Linked DNA regions of Oryctolagus cuniculus: region 2 is linked to region 1. A link is a contact called in public Hi-C data. All regions are on one chromosome and are shown on one strand. The core of a region is the stretch at or near the end of the contact, and the rest is flanking DNA. Distances in the headings are between cores, read along the strand shown. Region 1 holds the start of TSPAN18 (tetraspanin 18). Region 2 overlaps CD82 (CD82 molecule).

Region 1 (5,183 bases), core at 2,006-4,505:
CAAAGGCAAGCTCAAGGGTAGAAGTGACTTGCCTGAGGCCACACCGATGGCCCAGAGCAGCGGGAGTTCCAATCTGCTATTCCCCCACAGCAAGACCCCCGGAATCGCCTGCAAACCTGGCGTGTCCAGCTCCTGTCCTGCAGCCACTATTTCCAAGCTGCCGTGGAAGTTTATTAAGTGCAGGGGGTACTTCCTGGAGTCCCCCAAAAGTGTCCTGAGCCCAGCTCCAGATTAATTTCTGCTGCTAGTAAGTGGAGGCTGGAGCCTTCACGGCTGCCGTTGGTCACTTACATGGATCTGGACAGGGGCGAGCAGCAAGCAGAGTGCCCGAGACGTGACATTCGCAGAACGGGAGCCCTTGGTGTTTGCCTGGGAGGTGGGTGTCCGAATCCATGCATGAACCCACGCACGACAGGGAGATCCAACCACAGCCCTCAGCAGCCCAAAAGGGCCACAACGGTGTCTTCAATGTGTGAGATGGGTGGGGTGTGGGTTGGGGGTGCAGAGCAGGGACAGAACCAGAAGGTGCCAGCCTTTGGGGCATGGCTCCCACGAAGGTTCCCAGGGCAGGGCAGGCTTCCCAAGGCACAAAAACAAGAGTCACTGAAAGCAAAACAAAACCCAGCCCTCCTTTTGTTTTCTGGCCCCCTGGAATGTCTTAAAGACAAATCCAGAGACAACAGCCTCTCCACCCTTTCCTCTCTCCGCTCTCTCCTCCTCCTCTTCCACTCAAACACCACGCCGAGCCTTCTCCCTGGCAACTGGGCCCCAGAGCTCCCCACTGAAATATCTATTTGGTGGGTCGCCCTGGAGGTGGGAACTGTCCCTCCCGTCTGGGGAGTACCCCATTCCCATCACCTCTGGGTGAGCACCTGTTAGCCAAGAGCAGGTAAGAACTCCCCAGGCCACCTGCTTTGATCTGCTCATCTGTGCAGCATCTGGGTGCAGGTGCGCAGTGGAGGGAGGGAGGGAGGGAGAGAGGGAGGGAGAAAGATGGGGCCCCAGGGCTGCCAGTGTCCCTTCAGTGTCCCACAACCCCACACATGCCAAAGAAGGCGACAGTGTTCAGAGATGCCACCGGCCGCTGTGCTTTCCAAGGCACCCAGGGGTTCTGAGCACCCCGGCCCAGCACCCAGGGGCTTGCAGCAGGTTCCCACCAATCAGTAGAAGCAGGGGAGCTGGGTGCAGGGAGCCCTTGGCCATCCAGGGATTCCACCCTTCCGCCTGGACCCAACTAGTACTCCGGAACCCTCACACTGTCCTCTGCCGACCTGCACCCAGGGAGAGGCGGGAGAGGTGTGGGTGGCCCCCAGGACTCCCTCCTGCCCACGCCCGGAGAGGGGGCCAGAGCCGGAGAACAAGGGTGCAACTTGTACAGAACCTGTGCGCGCTGCCACCTGGGGTTCAGCAACTCCAAGTCATCCCCAAAGTGAGTTCCCCAGCCCGCTCTCTCCACGCCAGGTCGCTGTTAGTGTCAAGGGTCTCTCTGGTTCCTCTGGGGGGTGAATTCTTTACGCACCCACTTAGCCCCAGTCTCCCGGGCAAAGTCAGCCGGTGTCCGGAAGGCTGCCCAGCACGCGGCGCGCGGCCACCCGGGACACGGCAGGGCGGCCCGCGACGGGGAGGGGGACGCGAGCGCCGAGGTCCGTGGTCCCCGTGACCTCCCGGTTTCCGTGCAGTCGGCTTCTCTGGGAGCGGGGAGCCGGGAGCCGGGAGCCGGGAGCCGGGAGCCGGGAGCTAGGGCTCGCCTTCCCGGGCGCGCTAGGGCCGGAGAAGGACGCCCCCTGGCGGGATCCCATTGCTCTCCAGCCAGCCGAGACCCCGAGCCGACGCGAACCCACCCCAGCCAGTCAGCTCTCCCGGCGGACGCCCCCCAAATCCGCCCCGGCCCTAGCTCCGGAGCCACCCAGCACCACCACCGAGGCTCCACGTCCCCAAACCGCACACACCTTGCAGCGCATAAGCGGCGCGCGGGAAGAAAGCGTGGCTCCCCCAGCTCGGCTCGCCCCGCCCCACCCCGCTGCCAGGGACCCCGGAGGCAGCAGCGTGCGCTCCCCGGACCCTATCCCCGCTCCGGGTCCCCAGGCCCCACCCGTGCTCCTGCAGGGTGGCGGGGCGCGCAGCCCCTCCCTCGGGCACAGCGCCCGACCTGGAGACCACACCTGCCACCCCACACAGTTTTCTGGGCGCCTCCACTGGCCCCGCACGGCGCTCAGCGCCCACCCGCGTTGCACCTGTCTGGGCTAAGGCCCCCGCCCGCGGGCGACTCGGGGCACGGGTGGAGCGAGAGCGTCTCCCCTGCCCCACTCCCCCACGCTAGTTTGAGTGGAACTTGGATCCCTGGGACCCCCCCCCCCATACCCCCACGGCCCCACCGGCTCCAGCGCTTTCCCCGGGGAGCGCGCGCGGGGTCTTCAGGTCCCCGGGGGCGCCACGGCGGAGCGCACGGCGGGCCCGGAGGTGCGCAGCCCCCTACCTTCCAGCGGCGGCGGCGGCGGCGGGACCCCGCGCCAACTCCTGCGGGCGGCCGCGGGGGAAACTTTCCCGGGGCGGGCGGAGCGGCGCGTCCGCAACTTGCTCGGCTCGGGCTGCCTTCCCGGCGGCGGCGACGCGGCCGGGGATCCCGCGGCACAGGCGGCCCAGCTCGCTCGGGGCTCGGGGCTCGGGGCTCGGGGCTCGGGGCTCGGGGCTCGGGCCCGGGCTGGGGCCAGGGCTCGCGCGGCCTCGTGCGGCTCCGCGCTGGATCGCTCGGCGCTGCGTCCGCCCCGCAGCCTGGAGCCGCCGCGACGCCGGCGGCAGCTGGAGCCGCCCGCCCGCCCGCCGGCCCCACCTCCCCGCCGCTCCGTCCCTCCCTCCCCTCGCTCCCTCCCCTCCCCAAACCTCCGCCCCTCCGGGCTCCAGCAGCCGCCGCTGCCGCCGCCGCCGCCGCTGCCGTGGCGTCTCCTCCGCGGGCTGCCCCTCGCCTCCTGCCTGCCGCCGGCTCCGCCTTCGCCCCGCGCCCAGGCCTCGCTCGGGGTGGGGGAGGAGGAGTCCCCCGAGACCACCCTCTGCCCCTCCACACCCGACCACCTCCCCACTCTTCTCCTGGCCCTTGCTTCGCCTGGAGTCGGAAGATCGGCTGGGCGAGGGCGGAGAGCGGCTTGCTGGCCCCCGAGTGGGATCTGGAAGAGCCGGCACGGCAGAGCGGGGGCGGGGGCCTGCGACCCCTGGCTGGGCTGCCCGCGGCGCTGCAAGTACCTCCGCGGACAGTCGGAGCTCCTGCAGGCAGGGACTGACCCCAGACCAGCGACGACGCCTTCATTCCGAGGGCCCGGGCTGTGTCTCCCACCGCTGCGTCTTGGGGGGTGTGGGGGCTGTCTTGTCTTCTTTGTGTTACTGCCGCGGCCACACCCCCTCCCCAGCCCGAGACACTGGGCTTCCCGGGGACATTTCACTTCTGGGAAGTAGTGGCCCAGCCCTAACCCAGACAAAACAGCGAGTCAGAACAGACCGCCCCCAGGGATTGCGCCTGGCGACCCCCGCGGAAGAGAGGGGGCTCAGGGTGCCCGCTCCTCTTCCCTCGGCAACTCCGAGTCCCAACGCTCAAGCCTCCGCACCCATTCCCTGTGGGCCTGAGCGCTCATAGCACACAGGGGTTCTGTGGGCAGCCCCTTGGGCCCGCTGATTCTCACTAGGGAGTGAGTGACTGATGCGGGCTGAAGAGGCTCCTGTCTTGGAAGTGCTGGTTAGTGATGTCAGGCCACGGAGCCGAGTTTCCAGCGGCCGGAAGTTGCTGCTTTTCCGTGCCTACATTCCAGGAAACAGATTCCTTCCTGCAAGGACTTGGGGGGATGCCTGGGTCGTCTTAGGAACCCTCACTGAGACACAGGGGACGTGGAGAGAGGCTGGGAGAGAAAGGCCTGGGTCCCCAGGTTTTCAGGGTGCCCACCGTGAGCAGCGTTTGTGTCTAGTAGCGGAATTCTTGTAAAGTAAGGACAGGGACCAGGGGGTCCACTCTCTGCGGCCGGCCGTTTGAGAGCTGATCCCGCCCACCACCGACCCCCTGCCGGAGCTCCCGGAAGGGCCCTCTGCCTAGGCCTCCGTGGATGCCAGGACCCAGCAAGCTTAAGGAGGAAAGAGCATGATCCTGGTGAGGGTGCTGGCGGCTGGAGGCTGAGGTCAGACAAAGCCAGAGGAAGGAAGGGAGGGAGGGAGGCGCTGGGGGGGGGGGGGTGTCCGGAGGTTGTTAGCGCTGGAGGCGCGAATGGAGGCGCTGGGAACTCACAGGCCAGGCTGGGAGGCTCACTCCTGCTCAGCCCTTGGCCACCTGCCTGCCTCCACGGAGGGGGCACCAGGCAGGGCCCCCTTCTCTAAATCAACTCTTATCTTATTTAAATGAGCTTGCTCTTTTAAAAAAAAAAAAAGAGATATGTTATATCATGACCATAAATGGAAACTCAGTATCACATTACTATAAATAGCAAGTAACCATAAAAATAAATGCAATGAAAATAAAACGGTGTTATTAAATTCTAGCGATGTATCTTTAACCACAATAAAAAACATTCCAGCGAGATCCTGCTACCCTAGGAAGGCGAAGAAGGCGCTGAGACCTGGGCCCCACTCTCTGGAAGGGACGCATCAGCCAGGGCCAAAAAGGGGTGCTGAAGACTCAGCCACGGGCTTGTGGACAAGGGTGGGGAGAGAACTGCCAAAGACCCCTACACCCACCGAGGGACCCCCACACCCAAGGGAAACCCACACCCACCAAGAGATCCTACACACCCATCAAGGGACCCCCCATACCCACCAAGGCACCCCCACATCCACCAAGGGACCCCCACATCCACCAAGGGACCCCCACACCCACTGAGGGATCCCACATACACCAAGGGACCCCCACACCCACCAAGAGACCCCCACACACACCAAGGCACCCCTACATGCATCAAGAAACTCCCCACACCCACCAAGAGACTCCCACACCCTCTGATGGACCCCTCACACCCTCTGAGGGACCCCCACACCCACCAAGGGACCCCCACACCCACTGAAGGGTCCCCACACCTGCTGCTTGCCGAGTCAGTCGGGGGAGACGTCTGGTGTCCATGGTGGAGAATCACGATTCCGTGTGTACTGTGCAGCAGTACTCCCAGAGCTGAGTCCTTCACAGAAGGCGGCAGCTCCTGGCAGCGAAGGAAGTG
Region 2 (5,183 bases), core at 1,056-3,555, 92 kb after region 1:
ACCCCCGCATCCTGCCGGAAGCCCCTTCCTGCCCCAGAGGCTGCTGTTTGAGGCATCGAGGCAACCTTGGGGGGAGGGGAGGGGTCTTGGCTCTGGGCCTGGCATTCCGGAAGGCAGGTGCCGGGGAAATGACATCAGTGGGAGAGCCAAGGATGGGGGAGTGTCTGCTGAGGGCCCCCCTGTGCCAGGCTGCACCCAGACTCTGGCCTGCCCTGGGGGGCTCATTCCTGGCCTGGGAGAGCCGTCCCTAGGGCCCAGGCGACAGGTGACATCACAGGGTTCCCACGGGGTGCAGATGAGACGGCGCAGGTGCGGCAGTGGCCCCAGACCCAGGTGAGCAGGCCCTGCTTTGATTTCAGCTGGGAAAGGGCTCCCCCGGGGGTGGGGGGGACTGCTGGAGGGGGAGGGGCCTGAGTGATGGCTGCCCCGCCCCCTTTCCTGTTTGCTCACTTGCTGCTCATTCTTCCACTTCCTTCCACAGGATGGGGCCTCAGCTGGGCCCCAGGGGTCTCCCGGCACAGCTGGGTGTGGGCTGAGCTGGCAGCCATCGGGGGTCAGCGCTGTGGGCCCTGTGTATTGGCGGTGGGGGGGAGGGTTGATGTGCGTGGCTGTGCCGTGTGTGTCCAGGCTGGTATGCGAGATCCCCAACGCTCAGTGCCACACCTGCATCACGTGGGCAGGGGCTTGGGCCTGGTCAGTGCTAGGGTCTTCCTTTTGAAGTTTGTGAGACCAACACATTTTAAAAAAAAAGATTCATTTATTTGAAAGGCTGAGTTAGAGAGAGAGACAGAGAGATGATCTCCCATCCGCTGGTGTGCTCCCCAGAGGGCTGCAGCAGCCAGGGCTGGGCCAGGCCAAGCCAGGAGCCAGGAGCTTCCTCTGGGTCTCCCACGTGGGTGTAGGGGCCCAAGCACTTGGGCCATCCTCCGATGCTTTCCCAGGCGCATTAGCAGGGAGCTGGACCAAAAGTGGTGCAGCCGGGATTTGAACCCGCGTCCACATGGGCAGTGGCCTAACCCATTCACCATGATGCCGGCCCCCAGGGCTGGGTTCCTAAGAGGTTAGAACTGGGCCTGGCACAGGCCTATCAGTTCTGCACCGGGTGAATGAATGAATGAATAAATGGATGAACCTTTAATCCAGGGGTTTGAGGACCCCAGCAAACAGCCAGACATTTGCCCGAGGCAGGACTTTGTCCTGGGGCAGGGGCAGGAGGTGGCGGCAGCCCCAGCCCGGGGAACAGCCCTGATGGCTGGAAGCTCGTGTCATCAGTGTCTCCCCACACCCTGCTGCTCTCAGCCCAGGGATCTCACTCCCTGGGAGACCCTGAGCCTTTGACCTTGAACCTGGGAGACCTTGCCCACCACGACCACCTGCAGCTCAGACAGAGAAGAGGGACGTGGGGGTTCCCCCACGCTGGGACGGATGGGGCATCCCAGTCTGCATGTGTGTGTGTGTGTGCACACCCGCAGTGAGCAGCAATGCTTACGCACAGGGCCACGACAGTTACTGAGCCTGGCCTCTGTACCACCTCCATTGTCTCTGCAGCTGGGAGCACCGTGGGATGAGCGAGGCACAGGGAAACACCTGGTGCAGCCCGGCTCTGGGTCCCGGGGCGCCTGGCACATTGCAGTGGCCCGCAAGCCTACATGTGCTCACACATTCGCTTTGCCCCATTGTGCTCTATGTGTTAACCCATATATTTCCTTTGTGGGGTAAGGCAGGTTATAGACGAACCACAGTGGGAGTCCCAGCCTGGCCCCAGCCCCTGACCCACCCCGGCCTGGCCCCAGCGGGCTGTGCCTGGGGGTCAGCCGCCCTCCCGCTCCCCCTGCAAGTCTCTGGGAAGAAGTGAAGTAGGTTCAGGTGGGGAGAGCGGGGTGACCTCCTTGCTGAGTGGAAGGTCCTCGGCCAGGCCCCAGCTGCACCCCAGAGCTCTCCAAGGAGCCAGTCTGTGGCTCCGGGTGCCAGCTGCCTGAGAAGCCGAGCCGTGGGATTCAGGAAGAGCCTCGGGGCTGAGCAGTGCCCGCCTCCTCCCCATTCCAGATCTGCTGTGTCGGAATCCCGAGCCCTGGAATCTGCACTTTTACGCCAGCTCCAAGTGGGGCTGCCAGGGTGCCTGCCCGAGCCTAACGCCGGAGCTCTGCCAGGCTCCTAGACCAGGGCAACAGCGCCCTCTGGTGGTCCCTTCTGAAACACCCTCGTCCGCCGTCCAGCCAGCCTGGCCACACCCAGGAGGCAAAAGTCCCTACAGCGCCCTTCCCTCCTGCTCCTCTTCCTCCAGGGACCCGGACAGGGGAGAGAGGAGGATCGAGCGGAGCAAGAAACCTCCCAGATTTTAGGACCCTGGGCAGGGGGCACGACGGGGCCCAGCCATACCTGCTGTGCACAGAGCTTCCTCGGAGGCCCCCGGGTTCTGCACACCTCACTCCAGCCTGTGGCTTTAGTATGAACATGTTGGCTCCCCCCACATCTGTGCAAAAGCCAGATGCTCTACAAAGGTAGGTCAAGTTCATCCTGGGGCCTCACTGCCCACCCTAACCTTGCCAGCCCACTTTCTGCACGCCTTCTGGGGTCACCTGCGCCCCAGGGCCAGAAGCAGCTGGCTGAGCGCTATGCTCTGCACCTGTCCCAACACCCAAACAGACAAAGCCCAGGCACCGGGGCGGCAGGCGGGCCAGAGCCCGACCACAGTGCTCTGCGTGTAGCAGCCTGGAGGCGGCCGGTGAGACCCTGGGCCAAGGCCGTCCCTCCCCCCACTGCTCTCACCCTCTCCTCCGGGCAGCAGGTCCCCTGTGTCTCAGGCTGGATTGTTACAAATCCGCTTTAATAGTCAGTCTGCAAGACTTGAGGACGGTTAACAGAACTGTGCACTCACGGCCCCGCACTCACGGCCCCGCCCCCACGGCCCCTCCTGGGGCGGGGGTAGGGGTGGGGCAGAGGACAGCTCACCAAACCAACCGGGAGAAGGCAGACTTCCCTCTTGCCCTGGGCAGCTCTGGGCCACGCCCCCTGAGGGCGCACCGTGTGCAGAAGCTGCCCAGGCCAGGTCCCTTGGGGCCCGGCCCGCACAGTGTGGCCTGGGGAAGGGGATCTGCCACTGGATCTCAGGTTAAGCCCACCCCCGCCCCTCCCTTCAATAACAAAGTGAAAAACCAAAGGTACAAGTGTCGGAGTGGGAGCCAGGACCACTTGGCCAGTGGGCAGTCCCCTGACCCCCGGGTGGGGTGGGGTGGGGGCTTCCCCACCCTCCCCCACCCTTTCCCTGGGTGACAGCCACCTCCCGGGAGCAGGTGGACATCCAGGCCACCTGCACAGGGGCGCTGCAGGGGGCCTCTCTGCTGAACGGCCAAGAGGACCCTGGCAGGCAGTGAGAAGAGGGACCACAGGACAGCCGGAGCCACAGCCAGCAGCAGAGAGGCGGAGGGAGAGGACCAGGTCCCAGGCAGTCCCCAACCTCCAGCCAGGGCAGGAGAGGCCTTAGCAGTGAGGGGGGAGGGGGCTTGGGGGAGGGGGCCGGGGAGAGCCCCGGGGAGTCCTGAAGGCGCCGTCCCAGCCTGGAGGTGGTGACCCAGCCGCCTCAGTACTTGGGGACCTTGCTGTAGTCCTCGGAGTGGATGTGCCGGCACAGGCACACGGACAGCAGCATCCCCAGGAGCTGTCGCGAGAGGCGGAGAATCAGCCCGGCGACCCGGCCGCCCACCCGCCCGGCGCCCCAGAGCCCCGCCGCCCCCTAGCCTCGCACCCGGGTTATGATCTGGATTAAACCGGACACGACCACTGTGTGACGCAGGCAGCCGGGGGAGGCCCAGAGAGGGACAGCGCCTCATCTGAGGCCGCACAGGCCGCTCAGCGGGGGGGTGGTGGTGGGAAGCAGTGGGGGAGGGGCCAACCTCGATGACGGCGACGCCCACACACACGCCAAGGATGACGCCCAGGTTCTCCTGCAGCCACGCCTGCACCTTCTCCATGCAGCCCTGCCGGGGAGAACACGGCCGCGTCACCCTCTCTCCGCCACGGGGCCACCCTCGCCCAGGCCGATGGCGGCCCCGAACACCCCAAGGGAGGAACCCCGCACGCACCGCCTGGTACACGGGCCAGTCCTCCGGGCTGTTGCCGCTCTGGGTGCTGTTGCCGTCGGCCTGGCAGAAGCCCTGTCCCACCGGCAGCCCGTCGTCCTCGCCCCCCTTGTCCTCGCAGGAGCAGGGGTAGGTGACTTCGGTGTGATTCATGAGCTCGGCGTTGTCTGTCCAGTTGTAGAAACTGACCCAGCCGCAGCACCGCACCTGCGCAGGGCGGGGACAGGCTGCTTCACCCTCTGCCCGCCCCAGGGCAGCCCCCCCCCCCCGGGAGGGTTTAGAGGGTCTAGGATTCGGGGCTCTGAATCCACCTGCCGCCCGAGCAGCCTGGCTCGAGGCACTGGCCTCTGTTTTCTTTTTTTTTTTTTTTTTTTTTTTTTTTTTTTTTTTTTTTTTGACAGGCAGAGTGGATAGTGAGAGAGAGAGACGCAGAGAGAAAGGTCTTCCTTTGCCGTTGGTTCACCCTCCAATGGCCGCCGCTGCAGCCGGCGCACCGCGCTGATCCTGGCAGGAGCCAGGAGCCAGGTGCTTTTCCTGGTCTCCCATGGGGTGCAGGGCCCAAGCACCTGGGCCATCCTCCACTGCACTCCCTGGCCATAGCAGAGAGCTGGCCTGGAAGAGGGGCAACCGGGACAGAATCCGGCGCCCCAACCGGGACTAGAACCCGGTGTGCCGGCGCCGCAAGGTGGAGGATTAGCCTATTGAGCCACGGCGCCGGCTCATGGCCTCTGTTTTCTTATCTGTGCAATGACCCCGTCTGTAGCCCTTGTAATGGCCCTGCAAGACTGAATGGGGTGAGGCAGGCAGAGCGCCTGGCACGGGTATGCCACCCGCCTGTGGCACCAGCTGCTTCGCTCGGGTCCCTGGGGGAAGGGGACGGGGCGGCGCGGGGGAGCTGCCAGCCCAGGTGCCCAGCAGGGCTCCCCGGGTGGATGGCTTCCTAGCGTTACATCCCAGCCCCAGTGGCCAGCAGGGGGCGTGCCAGCCACGTGCAGCGAGGCCAGCCCGGCGGCCAGTGGCCAGCAGGGGGCGTGCCAGGCACGCTGACGGATGCTGGGGCTCCAGGCAGTCTCTTAACCCACGTTTCATTTCTCGCTACCCAGC

The links. A called contact is a pair of places that touch in the nucleus more often than the background predicts.
Region 2: a Hi-C map of an unstated tissue shows a contact between it and region 1, with 4 times the contacts expected there. The contact joins the enhancer-like site here to the promoter of TSPAN18 in region 1. A contact is called at or near these places in 2 of 6 Hi-C or Micro-C datasets (ear pinna and an unstated tissue).

Annotation. Positions count from the first base shown.
Region 1 is chr1:20,993,075-20,998,257 of mOryCun1.1, forward strand. It overlaps TSPAN18 (tetraspanin 18), which reads right to left and starts at 3,256. Exons shown (of 12, transcript XM_051852548.2): 1 at 3,238-3,256.
Region 2 is chr1:21,086,311-21,091,493 of mOryCun1.1, forward strand. It overlaps CD82 (CD82 molecule), which reads right to left. Exons shown (of 10, transcript XM_070071327.1): 8 at 4,083-4,286; 9 at 3,894-3,977; 10 at 738-3,658. The coding sequence ends at 3,581. Among named protein-coding and RNA genes, the nearest start is that of CD82, 45 kb to the right of the region's middle. Within about 2 kb of position 2,306, at least 1 of the 8 cell types and tissues checked has an H3K27ac peak or open chromatin away from gene starts, as enhancers often do.